Linked DNA regions of Mus musculus: region 1 is linked to region 2. The links are chromatin contacts, called in public Micro-C maps. All regions are on one chromosome and are shown on one strand. Each heading gives the region's core, a stretch centred on a gene start, on an enhancer-like site or on the middle of the called end of the contact. The rest is flanking DNA. Distances are from core to core; before and after follow the strand shown. Region 1 holds the start of Fat3 (FAT atypical cadherin 3). Region 2 overlaps Fat3 (FAT atypical cadherin 3).

The links. A called contact is a pair of places that touch in the nucleus more often than the background predicts.
Region 1: a Micro-C map of embryonic stem cells shows a contact between it and region 2, with 3 times the contacts expected there. The contact joins the promoter of Fat3 here to the enhancer-like site in region 2. A contact is called at or near these places in 5 of 484 Hi-C or Micro-C datasets (cerebellar granule neurons and embryonic stem cells) and 11 of 115 datasets of contacts at active chromatin or transcription factors (differentiating embryonic stem cells, embryonic basal ganglia, embryonic forebrain and 8 more).

What each region holds. Positions count from the first base shown.
Region 1 is chr9:16,499,489-16,506,198 of GRCm38.p6, forward strand. It overlaps Fat3 (FAT atypical cadherin 3), which reads right to left and starts at 2,566. Exons shown (of 26, transcript NM_001080814.2): 1 at 2,385-2,566.
Region 2 is chr9:16,350,909-16,358,177 of GRCm38.p6, forward strand. The region is part of intron 2 of Fat3 (FAT atypical cadherin 3); the gene reads right to left. Among named protein-coding and RNA genes, the nearest start is that of Fat3, 150 kb to the right of the region's middle. Within about 2 kb of position 2,518, at least 27 of the 459 cell types and tissues checked have an H3K27ac peak or open chromatin away from gene starts, as enhancers often do. A contact at or near this core is called in embryonic basal ganglia, embryonic forebrain, embryonic stem cells and 2 more, where this site is marked.

The DNA of each region.
Region 1 (6,710 bases), core at 1,316-3,815, 150 kb after region 2:
AAGAAGCCGTCGATGATCGGCACATTTTAAGATCGCTTATCATTTTTATTTCTCTATGTCTTCTCCTTCTTTCTCCCTTTCTCCCATCTCCTCCCTTTCTTTCTGATGAGATTCAATCTCCACATCAGACTGAACTTCCTCCCCCACTTCCCATCCCCGCCCCCACTCAAGCATCGGGTAACCCAGAGTTGGGCTCTTGCAGCAGCGAGAGAGCCTATGCTCTCTGGGATGCCGGCCTCTGGGTCCTCAATTCCTGGATGGCAGTTCTCCCTTTCCATGGCCCGAATCAAGGCAGCTTCGCCTGCAGTGTGTCTGGCCTGTTTTGTCTTTCTACATTTTTTTTTTTTTTTAAACTCGGCCCGGGCGCAATCAAATCCTGGCAACAAAGCCCAGAGCTCAAAGCCACAGAGGTGGACTGGCGGCCAGCTTCTCGCCCCTCCCCCCATTGCCCAAACTCGCTTTTGAAAATGCAAGCGTGGGGCCAGAAAATGAATGTGTCGATGGAAGGAGGATAAAAGGCTGGTACGCGAGTGTACACGAGTGCTATGGGCTTTGCAGTTTTCTTTTATATACCTTTTAAACATCAAGGCCTAAAAGCTAGGAAAGCACTCCGGAGAGCCGTTCCGGAGCCGACCCCGGTGGGCTCACAGCTCCCGCCCCGCGCCCTCCCCCATCTGGCTGAGCGGGTGCTTGGCGCGGTTTGTCTGACACTTGTAAATGGAAGTGGGATCCAACTTGGAAGTAAACGCGCCAAAGTCTGGGGGCGGGGAAGAGGCGAAGGCAGAGAAAGGATTCTCCCACCCTCAGCCTAGCCCAGTGTCCCTCACTCCAGCCTCTGTGCCTAGGATTCTGGAATACCCCCACCAAGATCCAGGACCCGAGAGCAAGCGGCGGCGAAGTGGGTCTCCTTCAGGGAGACTAGAGCCATTGGCTGCCCTCGGTTCCACATTCCATAGCTTCTTGCTTCTGGGAGACTCCCAGCCACCTCCGCATCTTCACTGCCTGTGTAGTCTACCTTCACGTTCATTTATGGGTACTCTCATTGCCGAGCTTGCTCGTTATTGTACCTCAAGGTGGGTGCTATCACCAGCATGCACATCTAGGAGCGCCCCCTTTCCTCTGGTAGCAAGAGCCAAGAGCTGTGCCTTTAGAGCGTCCGGCAACACCCGGCCCTCTGCATCTCACCCTCTCTCCGAGCGCACCACAGCTCCCAAGAGCCGGGCAGAGGACAGCAACAAAAGTTGCTTTCCGCAAAGTCTAATCTTGGACAATGTTTAAACACTTCCGAAAACACACGAGACAAGAGTCTGCTGGGGGAGAAACAGTGACCGCATTATACTGCCAAAAAGACCCGGGCTCGCCACCTTTCTCCAGCCCGGCCCGATGCATTTTAGCTCAGCGACCCCAGCTGGTCAAGTCCTCTCGCTCACCAAGCGCCACGCGAAATCTGTCCAGTCCACCTCTGTCACCCCCAGCCAGCTCCCTAAGATCCCCAACTGCACTCCGGTGAGCCAATGGTTTCTTTTCCACACCTTCCGGAAAGAACTCGGGGCGGCGAACAGTGCGCCCTCAACGTGCCCACGAGGAGCCGCAAGGGCTGTTCGGCATCCCTGGGATGATCAGACTACCGCTATTCTCTTTTCAAATAGCACGGTCAGTTCTGACGCCCGCCAAAAATCATGCGTTCTCCCAAAGCAGTCGGGTCCATCTCCCGTCAAAACAACAGAAATCCTTTCCTGGCTTCTCGGCTAAACTGTCGCACCAGTTCAAAGTCGGCTGTCATTTAGAACCTTTCACAACCCAAGACTCAGACATAGTATGCAGGGGCAGGCGAACATTCTAGGCTACCCTTCCTGCACCGTGGAAGTGGAGGCTGGGCTCTTTGCTCCGCTCATAGCCTCCTCTAGCATGCACCCAACTTGCGCCTCTGGGTCCTGCAAGTGCATCCATCGGCATCTGCCCCTCTTCCTACTGAGTGCTGCAAGCGCCAGCTACCCAGCGGAATCGCCGCCTGATATCATCCACCTGCAGCCAACGGCCAAAGCTCAGTGAGGACCCAGAGCTGCATGTACAGACCCGAAAGATCGCCCTCCTCTTATTGCTAGCCCTAAACTTAACCAACTCCGGTGCCATTTCCTGGCTCCTGCCGCAGGGCTGTCTCCCTGGGTTCCAGCTGGTAGCGGTAATGACCACAGCTCCAGGCAGCGCCCAGGCAGGAACTTTACAAGGTGAAAAGTTTCCCCCCACTCTCTCTGAGAGCTTTAGCTTTCCGGAGCACCCATCACAGCCTCTCTGTAACCAGGTTGCTGAGGCTGTTCTGAGAAAGGTGCACCCCAGCCAGTGCACCATGCACCCAAATAAGCATGCTAAAAATCCTCACGCACCCTTGCCTTGGTCAGCGATGCGCCCCTGCACCCGACGAGTCCTCCGTGGTCTTCCTTTCAAGTCTAGGGGCGAGCTGGCCACCCCGCCGCCTCCGCCGCAGTGCTCGCCGCGTGCTCCCGGCTGAGGCTAGGGCGGCGAGCGGAGGCGCTAGGCGCTCAGGACGCCGCCACTGCTGCGGGTTGGCGGCGGAGGAGGGGAGTCGGAGGAGGATGGCGGCGGGAGGGGTGGGGAACCCGGGAGCGAGGTCCCAACGCGCAGCCCAGATCACAGCGCAGCCTGCCGGGGGGAGCGGTTCTCGCGTCTGCTCTAGTCAGCTTGCACCGCTACTGCTGGCGGTGGAGAGGTACCGGGTTCTTCTTCGCGGCGGCCGCCGCCGCACTGCCAAACCCCTAGCTTCGCTGTATTCTCCTCCCTCCCGCAGAGCCGCGTCCTCCGGGGGATGGGGGTGGGGGATGACCAGAGATCTCCGAGCGCCACACGAAGAGAAGGGGAGGGAAAGGGGGGCAGGGAGACCCGGCGGTCAGCAGGAGGACGCTAAGGGCGCCTCGCCTGGAAGCTGGACTAATTTTAGAGCCTAGGCATCCTCCACTTCTAGCGTGGCTGGAAGAACGCACCAAAGTCAGACTGACGTTTTCAGAGAGCGCGCACACACCACACTCAATCGTCTCTGCTCTGCTCTGCTCTGCTCTGCTCTGCTCTGCTCTGCTCTGCTCTGCTCTGCTCTGCTCTGCTCTTCAGCCTGCTGCCTAGAATACACTAGACTTCTCTGGACCAGATGAGGAAACCGAGGCACAATGAGACCAACATGGTTTTACCCAAGCTCCTCAGGCTACTTTGAAGCACAGTGGGCACGGCTATCAAACGCTGTACCTCCTGCTGCCCACCCGGGACTCGCATTTCTTTCCCACGCATTTTCAGATCACTGGGATCACCTTTGTGTGGGAGAGAATCAGACTAAAAAGTAACATGACTCATCACCCCCACCCAGTCTGAAACACGGTGGGATGTGAAGACATTCAGAACAGGAATGAGTGAACAGTCTCAGGGGAGCCAGGTGATTAGCAATACCAACCGGTGTGCCCTCTAGGTCCTTTTACTTCTGGATCATCCTCACAAGTCTGAGGATTCATGGCACCCCACCCCACCCCACCCCACCCACACTGCTTCAGTAGAGCTACACTTCAGCCTATGTTCCTTGCCTGTGAGCTCTGAAACATTCCTAACTAACGGCCAGCCCCGGTAAACCTGGGCCAGCGCCAGCCTCCACCCAACCCCCACTGCTGCACAGCAAATCACGTCTGTCTAAAGCAGGCTTTCACCCCAGGGGGTTCCTAGGGTGCCCACTCCCAGGCAGCTTCTCTGGAACTCTGGGACCGAGCAGTAACTCCAAGAGAGATGCTTCCGCAGACATGCTGTAGAGATAAATTTGCTCCTTTTCTTGATTCCTGAATTTCCCTTCCAGGAGCAGAGTCTGTCTCTCCTTAAAGTCTCTGTGCTCAGTCACACCCTTTGAAGAGTTACTAGAATTTGCCTTTTTGGTCTTCCTCTCCCAAGCCTGGGGCCTTAAGGATCTGAAAAGCCCTCCACTTTCAGTAGGTGGGCGGTTCCCCCTTGAAAGCCTTCTGCAGCCTCTGCACTGCCTTGACTGCCCCATAAAGCACTCTGCATGCTCCGCTTGCTTGCCTTGAGCATTTAATGGAAATACTAAGGAATACTGACAGCTAGCCATACATCAACTAATTCCAGGACAGAAGCATGATGCTGTCCAGGGCTTCACAGTCAGAAAGGCCAGAAGAAAAGTTACCTGCTCTCCAATTATGTCCTTTGCATAATTCTATTCTGATTTTATTTTTATTCAAACACTTTCTTAGGGCATTAAAAATTTATTGCCATATAAATATGCTCCTGGTATGGTGTATTCCTTGTGACTGACCCAAGGTTGTTAGTATTGCATCAAAGATTTTAGTGATTCAAGCATTTTACATTCTAGTGCTTCTGTGGGAAGACTGGGAGAGTCAGCTGCTGGCTGGATGGCTCCTGGGATGCACAGGGAGTTGGTGTTGGCAGCAGGACAGGCCATCTTCCACCTCCTTCCTGGGAAGCTGGCCAGGTAACTGAAGATGCAAGGATGTGGTGGGAGTCCAACCCCTCCAAAGACTTTCTTAGGCCTCAGAGGCACTTCACGCCTAAGTGCAGAAATCTGTCTAACTCTCTACCTCCTGCCTTCAGGCAGAGTGTAGGTAGTAAAGTAAACAGTCTCTACTCCCAGGGCAGAAACGGGCCATGGCAACCTAGGGGAAAATGACTCTGCAATATTGCCGAATGGTTTATTCAGTGGGACACCCTTTGGTATAATACTTGTTGATATCAGAAAAACATCTATTTCTTTATAACATAATCTACTACGAACCTGTGATATTGTGGTCACATTGTTGACAAAGCTATGAACTTAATGAATGAACCAAAAAGATTTATAATTCTTAAATTTTCACCCACGGTACCCTGTACAAATCCCAGTGTAGTGGATAAATATATTAAATAGTCAAAAATTAGACAAGGGAAGAAAGCATGAAAAGTCTCTATAAGACTTGCTAACAACATAGAAGAGAGCACTAACTGAAAAGCCAGAAATATATACTCATGTCACCTGCTTTATCATACTTCTGAGGTCCCACTCCACCTCCTCTGGGCCTTATCTCTTCCTTTAGACTACTGAACAACTTGCTCAACTGGATTCTTGCAAGCTATACTAATAGTACTGAGCCCTGATCCACTCTTGTAGCTCACTCCTCACCAAGGGTCTATTGAGGTGTCCATATACGTGGAAACCTAGATATGTAGGAGTTTAGACACTGAGAAATCTTCAGTGAACAAGACTTGGGAGTGTTTAGCGATATGCATGACTCTGCCACAGACGGGGGAGGCAGATAATGTTCCACATGGCTTCTGGGTTGGTCTTGCTGCAAGAAGCAGTCATCAGCTTGGCTGTACAAACTTGCCTTTCAGTTGTTCCTGGCTCTCTGACCTCCATGTGCTCCTGGGATCACACTTACACTCCAAAAATATTCCAATGAAAAGGCTTTAAAATTAAGTAGGCTTAGGTATTTTTTTTTCTTCTTCAAAACCTACTTTATTTAGGGTTCTTGAACACATCATCTTCTTTTCTAACCCACTGATCAGAGGGAGGCGGAAAAGGTTAATATGAAAGGCTTTTGTGAACCTGTTTAGAAGTAGTTTCTTGGTGCAATTCCAGCCTTTGTTGTCAGGATACCAGCAATCCAGTTCAATAGCAAACACCAAACAGTAAACCCAAATCAGTAGTGGTGGCATAGTCAGCAAATAAGTAAATAGATAGGCAGATAGATAGATAGATAGATAGATAGATAGATAGATGATAGATAGATAGATAAATAGGTAGATAGAGTAAATAAATAAAAGCACAAGTCAGAAGAAGCAGCCAGAACCCGTCACAATACCATGAGAAGTTCTTTGGTTCCTTTCTATCTACAAAGTGAAGACCAACAAACACCAACTAAGACTAGCAAAGACCAATGAAGTCCAGGAAAACATTACACAGCACAGCAATGCAAGTGGATCCTGTGGCCGTACGTGGAATTCTATGTATTCTTTCTAAACATCACATGTCCTCTCAAATGCCTGTTTTCAGTAAAATATTACATGATTTTTTACAAAACAATTTCTAGAAAAACATCATATAATATAACTGAGTTGCTAAGAAAGCAGAAATTTCTACTTCAGATTTATTTTTATTTATATGTACGTGTACATATTTGTATATGTGCCCCAGGACATCAGATCCCTTGGAGATGGAGGCAGTTGTAAGTTTCCTGCCCTGACAGGAAAGCTCAGAACTGAGGTAGATTATCTGTGAGCAAGAGATCTGAAGCACTGAGCCATCTTTCTAATCCTCTCCATGTCTCAAGCCTCTTCAGTAAGTCTTGTCACACTCTGCTCTGGCAATTCCAAGCTAATATATAGATGGCCATTCACAATCATCTTCTTACTCTATGCAACTGACAGATTATGATTCAAAGTGTCATTTGAATATAATGCATGAACATATATATTCATAATTCACATATATAACATATGTATATAGTACTTAGGAATACATATATCCCCAACTTTCTATGTATTTACAGACTTCTCAGTGATAAGTTCTCTCTCTCTCTCTCTCTCTCTCTCTCTCTCTCTCTCTCTCTCTCTCTCTTTCTCTCTCTCTCTCTCTCTCTCTCATGTTCTACCCCGATCTGTTCATCTCATTGAGTTTGTCTCTATGTTCATGAAGATTTGTTCAGTATGTC
Region 2 (7,269 bases), core at 1,268-3,767:
CTCAGACTGTGGAGGTGCAAAGACCGCCCAGACTGTGGAGGTGCAAAGACCGCCCAGACTGTGGAGGTGCAAAGACCGCCCTGACTGTTCTCTCCCCCGGCAGCCATGCTTTGATCCCTGTGTCCTTTTTAATGTTATTTTCCTCACTGCCTTGAATTTATTTGTTTGAAAGACTGTCTTTCTCAGGAATTACAAGGTTTGTCAGTTGGTCTGTAGATGAACAACCCTTTATTCTTCTTCCAGGAAACTCCCTTATATGTGCCATACTGTAAACAGTCATAAGTAAATGTCATCAAAACATATAACGAATCCCTTATCTTGAAGAAATATATAACTGGAAAACTAAGAAACAAATTATAGCTATGTCTTCATCCTCCTGTACACTGTCCTCTGCCATTTCTCCTCCAGAGATAACTTTACCTGAGGCACTGTGCATACTAAAACAAATGAGCAACATTAAGAGGCATTTCTATAGAGAATATGATAAAAATGATTCCAACCAAGTAAATGGGAGAAGGGGATGGGGGAGGAGTGGACAGGACCAAATAGAGGCAGTCACAAGATGAAGACAAATTTCTGAAAGAATTTCATTTCCCACACTCAGGAAAATAGCAGATAAAAAATTGTAGTATTTTCTCAAAACCATGCTGAAATAAAAGTTTAGAATTTCATTACTTTATCAGCTTGGAGCAAAAACATCAAAAGCTATAGTCAGTGCTAATTTGCTTTCCCCTTTTTGTAAGTTTTTAAGTGCTTATAAGGGTTGGCAAAATCTCAAAATGCGAACAAGCGGTTCAGATGAAGACCCATGTCCTTGTACCTTGTTTAAAATAAGGACGGAGCTCCATAACTCGCTATTGGCTGCATAATTTCTCTAAGAACATGGACCACTAAGAAGAAGAGAGACAACATGTTAACTAATGTTTACCCAGAACACACTGCCCAAGCTCTGGCCCAAGCTGTTTCCATCAGATTCTGAGGAACGCTGTCAGCATTGAACTGGGAGCAGACCCCCAGATGGCATAATGCCACATGGGAAACATTCCATCCAAGAGCTCATTTAATGTCTTCTCCAACAAAATCAGTGGGACACTCATCCTATCCAAGGTCTTTTATATGTACCAAGGTATTTTCCACAGGTGACCATCTCCATTTTGCAGAGGAGGAAACAGATGCGGGCCACATTGAGCCTGTTCCAGTGCTGCAGGCCAGCAGCAGAAGAGCTGTGTAATAAATCAGGTAGAAGCTGTCTCTTGTTCATTGCCTCAAACACTAAGAATAGTTTCTTCTGACTGGTGGAAAGACAAACATTTGCTTCTCTGAGCTGTTAATTTTATTATTCATTCTATTTTGCTTCTTAATCTTTTTGGTTTTTTTTTTTCTGCAATGAATATGCAATCTTTGTTACATTGTTATGATAGAGAAAACACTGGCTGACTAGCACTTGAAAACAGTCACATGATAGAGAAAATGTGCTAATGTGCTGAGAGATAACAAAATGCTAAGATGACTGTCTAAAGGGCAGGCAGAATCCAGTTCCAAACTGACCACCTAAGGGCACTCCTGGTCACCCACCTCCTCGTCCACTAGGGCTAGGGCAAGCAGAGACTCACATGATAAACACTCACTTTAATTGAAAGGTAAGATAGATCTGACTTTAGGAGGTAACTGAGAATACACAGAAAGAGCTGGTAGTCCATCCAGGTTCATAGGGTGGAGGGATCTTAAGATTTCTAGGTGGAGACACTCAGGTTCATGTGCAGCTGCTGTCCCAAATGGAACAGGGGCTGGGCATGCTCTGATGCTAGAGCTACCTGCAATTCACACATCTTTGTAGTCTCTCTCTCTCTCTCTCTCCCTCTCTCTCTCTCTCTCTCTCTCTCTCTCTCTCTCTCTCTCTCTCTCTCTCTCTCTCTCCCTCCCTCCCTCCCTCCCTCCCTTCCTCCGTCCCTCCCCCTCCTACTCTTATGGTGTCTGCAGGAATCTGGGTCACTCCGTCACAGGGTTGACCCACATCCACAGATGAGCAGCCTTCCTGTCCTATTAGAGAAACATCAGTTCTGTAGAAGCAAGCTTTATGAATAAGTAAATGTACAGATAAGCCTGTTCTAATTAGCGGGGGAAGAGGAGCCCCACTTCTCCCACATCAAGCCAACATTGATTTTCTTGCATCCAGGCACATCTGTAAACAGCTCCCCATCTCTGTCTCTTCTATGCTGATTAGCCTCTTTTAAATTCCTTTTGAATATAATTAATTTGCTTTCCAGACTCTTTCGATCTGTATATCAGCAGAGCTTTGAAGCAGCTCTTGCAGGATGATAGCTGTGTGTGATTTCCCTGACTCAGTTTGTTTCAGGCTTTAACAATGAGTTCACCAGGCCATGGGATTTAGGACTCGGGAGGAATTAGCTTAAATGAGGTAAGAGTGAAAATTCTTTTCTGTAGTTTCCTGGTCAGAATTGGAAGCCACACCCACTGCTGCTACTTTCCCCACCCCCAACTCCCTGTCAGAGAAATTCTGTTTTGTCATTCAAATGTGCTTCCCAATTGCCCATTCTCCTCAGGGTAGCAACTCATCCTGGTTTCCTACTTGATGCACGAAGAGAATAGACAAAATCATCAGAACCAATAGGCAATGATGGAGGAGCAGAGTGAACCCTCAGGGTGGCCAGTGCGATGAGAAAGTGAGGCATGACCCCTTTGAAGCCTTTGAATTGTTTTACCCAAATGCCCCTCTCTGAACCTCTCCCCAAACCACTGCCCCTTCCCACCACACAAAAGAGGCTGAGAGAGTAATGACATTCTGGGCCATCCCAAGTTCCTGTGGCAGTGGGGGTCTGGGTTCTGTAAAATGCACATGGATTTCTTTGTTAAGATTTACTGACTGCTTGAAAGCTGCCTAACAATTTGAGGATTCCATATAAAATAACTAAATAATTTGCTGGTTCTAATTTTACCATCAGACAGTCAAGAGCAGGAATATCGTGCTAAATGAGATACCATACCACCCTTTTACTTTTTCATTTTTTCTTCTCTCTATCCCTCTCCCTCCCTTTCTTTTCACCCCCCCCCCCCTTCTTCTTCTACCTATTTTCCTTATTTATCTTTTTAAAAAACACATTTGTGGGGCTTGCCCTCAATTCTGAGGAACTAGATTTGATTCCCAGTATTCACATGGTAGACAGAGAATTGATTATCATAGGACACATTCTATTATCCATGTATGCACCACAACACAAATACAGACAGGTAGACAGGCAGACAGACAGGTAGACAGGCAGACAGACAGACAGACAGACAGACAGACACACACACACACACACACTCAAGTGGCACCGAATGAGAAGGGCTTCCTAGAAGACTGACATCAGTAGTTAAAAGAAGAATGCCCACTGTAGCAGCTTTCCTTGGGCTCTGAATTCAATCTTCTATCTCAGGAATGACCAAAGACTCACATGGTACAAAACTGGGACAAACAACAAATATGTACATCAAGCTCAAAGGTCAGTGCCGTGTTTCTCTGAGTGTGGCTGGCATTCCTGCATGTGTGTAGGCTGCTTTAACACTGGGAATTATTAACACCACGGAAGACCCTGAAGCACAGCTAGGTTTGACCTTAGATGTCTTCTGCTTAAGCATGTGAGAAAGGCCAGCAAACCAGCTATTTTAAGACTTGAACTTAACGGAAGAGAAAAATGTTTGGTTTGATTTTTTTTTTTTAAAAGTGCTTTTCTGTGCATCTATGGGTGTGGTGTGCATGAATGTGCATATTGTGTATAGAAACCGGAGGTCAACCTATAGAAACTGCCCCCACATCTCTTACTACCTTACATTGTTTGAAGATTTGATTATTGTATCTTTATGAGTATTGTTTTCCTACACATGCACACTTGGTACCTAAGGAGTTCAGAGGGAAGAATGCATCAGACCTCCTGGAACTGGAGTTACGAATGATTGTGAGCCACCATGTGGGTGCTGGAACTGAACCCTGGTCTTCTGTAAGAGCTACAAAGGCTTTGAACTGCTGAGTCATCTTTTCAGCACTTCTATTTTATTTGAGACAGGGCTTCACACAGAACTTGGAACTCACCAAATCTCTAGACTAGTTGGCCAATGAACCTGGCTCCATGTTCAGAGCAGTGGGATGACAGCTACACAGGAGCATAGCCAGTTCTTGCCTTAGGGGATAACAATCTAACTGTAGCCTTGTATGTTTGTGTAGCAAGCACTTTACCTACTGGCTGCATGATTGCTCAAGCTCTTGCTTTGATGTTTTTAACTTCAGGCAAAGGCCAGAGATTAGTCAAGCTGGAGCTGGGATGGTGAGACACTGAATGGCAATGAAAAACACGGGGCTACAAGAAGCCTCAGGCCAAAACCAGGGGTGGGATGGAGGGTGTCCTCCCAGCTTACACTTTCTAGTTAGGGCCTCCAAATGCTCCCTGAGCTGTAGGACAATCTAATCCCCAGTGCCTTGGGTGAGAGAACCTCAGCACATAATTCTATTAGTGTTGCACTTAGGTGACAACCAACTCAATAAACAGACATGGGGAAAAAAAACAAAAAACAAAAACAAAAACAAAAACAAAAACAAAAAACACCAAGCCAGGAGCATCAGAAATATTTCCTTAAACGACACCCTGGCAGACACCCCACCATAAGGTCCTGCTTTTTTTGTATTTTAAATACCAGCTCTGAAAACCACTTCTGAGGGCCAGCATAATACTCATGCAAAGTTTACAACTGAGGAAATTGAAATATATGTGAAGACATGCCTTTTCTTTCTTTTCTTTTTCACTATTAAGCATTAGGAGCCTGTATTAAATCCCAAATCAAAAAAGAACACAGATCCTACCCCTTAAAGTAAAAAAAAAAAAAAAAGTCAGATGCCCAGAACTGGGGTCTCCTAGAATAACACAGGATTGACTCCGGCCAGAGCAGAGTTTAATTTTTTTCCCCTGAGCTCCTGGTTTTATTAGACTTCCTTTCCCTAAAGTAAGTTCAGTGCTGCAATGAAGAACCAGCAAAACTCAACAGAAGGGCATCAAGGAAAAATCTTGCTGAAAACACAGAAACTGCCCTTCAGTGTCTCAGAGAAACATTTCAGGAGTGTCACCTTCATTTTATGTTGATTGTCTGCACACATTTCCACATGAGTAACCAAGGTCCCCAAACACTGTCCTTTAAGAGAATGGGCAGAATTAGGAACTTAAAATGGAGGCTAAATCACAGTCTTTCCCGGAGTGCTGCTAAGAATTCAATATTTCAAAATAAACAAGAAAGCAAACAAACAAATAAATATTTAGGATGCTTAATGTATAGCTCATCGACAGAGCATTTGCACAGCCACTGTAAGGTTCTAGGTTCAATTCTTAGTACCTTGCAACAAGCGAACAAAACAGTAGCAAAAAAAAAAAAAAAATCAGAATCTTTATTTCAGCATAAGGGCTCACAGCTGTATTCAGAAGGTAGAGACAGGAGGATCACCACAATGCCAAATGCAGCCTTTTCTACACAGCAATTTTTAGATCATCTAGGGCTATGTAATGAAACTATCTCAATAATAATTGGGAAAAGAAAAGACAAGGGAAAGAAAGGAAAGGAGAAAGAAAGCAGAATAGTTCATCAAGTAACTATCTAGCTACTTGGCTATTTATTTGAGGAGAATTTTATGTAGTTAGTTTCTAGAGTCAGGCAAGTTTATTTTCAACCTCAATGCCTAGATATGTAATGACATAAAAACAAATTTCAGTTTCAGTCTCTACGATTCCACCCTCTCTTTTGCCACAGCAACACATGTTTCATTCCTTCCTTTAAGATGACTATGCTCTATCTTTGAGAGCAAGGTCTCACGTAGGCCAGGCTAGCCTCAAGCTCTGTATGAAGCTATCCAACAATTCCTGGCATCCTTGCTGCCACTTCCAAAGTGCTAGGATGACAGATGGTCGCCACCATGCCACAGCAGTATTCTCTATTTATAAAAATATAAACGAAGTCAGAGAAGAGATTTGTGGTTGCCAAGGGGTCAGGGGAAGGAGACTGGCAATGATTACCTCTCAGGTTAAGGTTTCTTTCTAGGACAAGGAAAATGCTAAAAAATAAAAAGTGGTGATGGATGTACAGTTTTGAGAATAAACCAAAAGCCACTGAATATATACACTCAAAAAGGAGAGATGTAAGCTCTGTGAAGTTCATCTCAGTAAAACAAACAAGGATAAACCATAACAATCCCATTTTCTCAGAGGACTTTGTCTCATCAGTAGCTCACAGACTCAGTGATGTCAACTAGGGGTGAGGGAGAATAATGCCTGTTTATTTTGCAGCACTACTGATGGAAATGTGACTCCTCCCTCCCCATTTTCCCAACCTGTAGAAATACACTAACAGGAACTCAAAGCTATAGGTGGCCTGGGGGTTAGGAAAACTTGCTCTGCCTGAGATCTTTGAGAACGCTAAATCACACAATCTCATCTCTGAAACATAATCGTGTCTTACAGGGATAGTAGTTGGTCACATGGGTACCATCTCACAAAATGGAACTCAGTATGAGAGAAAAGAGATGCTGATATAAACTGCATATGAATGGTGAAACAAGGTTCACAGAAGAAGACGGAGATGCAATAGTGCTAAGAGGCTCTAAGATGCTGAGAGCCATGGATAAGTAGATTAAATAAAGCCACAAAACTGGTAGATTCCATTGAAAGCTAAGGGAAATTGATACTTCATGTGCCAGGTACAAAATGCTCATTCCGAACATCCTGGAAAGGCAAAAATATTTTTATAGATATTAAAAACATTCACTGTGTGTGGCAAGTCATTTTCCAGTTCTCTCATGAAATCTATGTTATAAAATTTAACAGTTGGTGGGCTTGCCCAAAGAATCACCAGGCAGAGCTGCAGTCCCTTCATCTCTATTGGGTACATCCTTCTATGTTTCTCCAGTTGGTTCTGCAGTATAGTATTCAGCCTCACGGGACTCTGTAGCCCCACCCCTCTGCATCACTCTTCCAGACGCTGTCTGATTCCTTCTTGAACTTCTTCCTCTAGTATTTAGAAATTAGAAGTCCAAGTTTCTTCACTCCGAAAATTCTGTTCCAGTCATTAGAGTACTTCCACAACAGTGACATGGAAAGCTCAAAGCCACATCAAAAGATGATTTTTATCTCCTTGGTTTCTAACTTCTGAAAGTTCTGACCTTGACTCTGAAAAGAGGAAGATGCCAAAGCCAAGACTGAGGTACAAACCTGGACATCAGCACAGCTGGCCTGC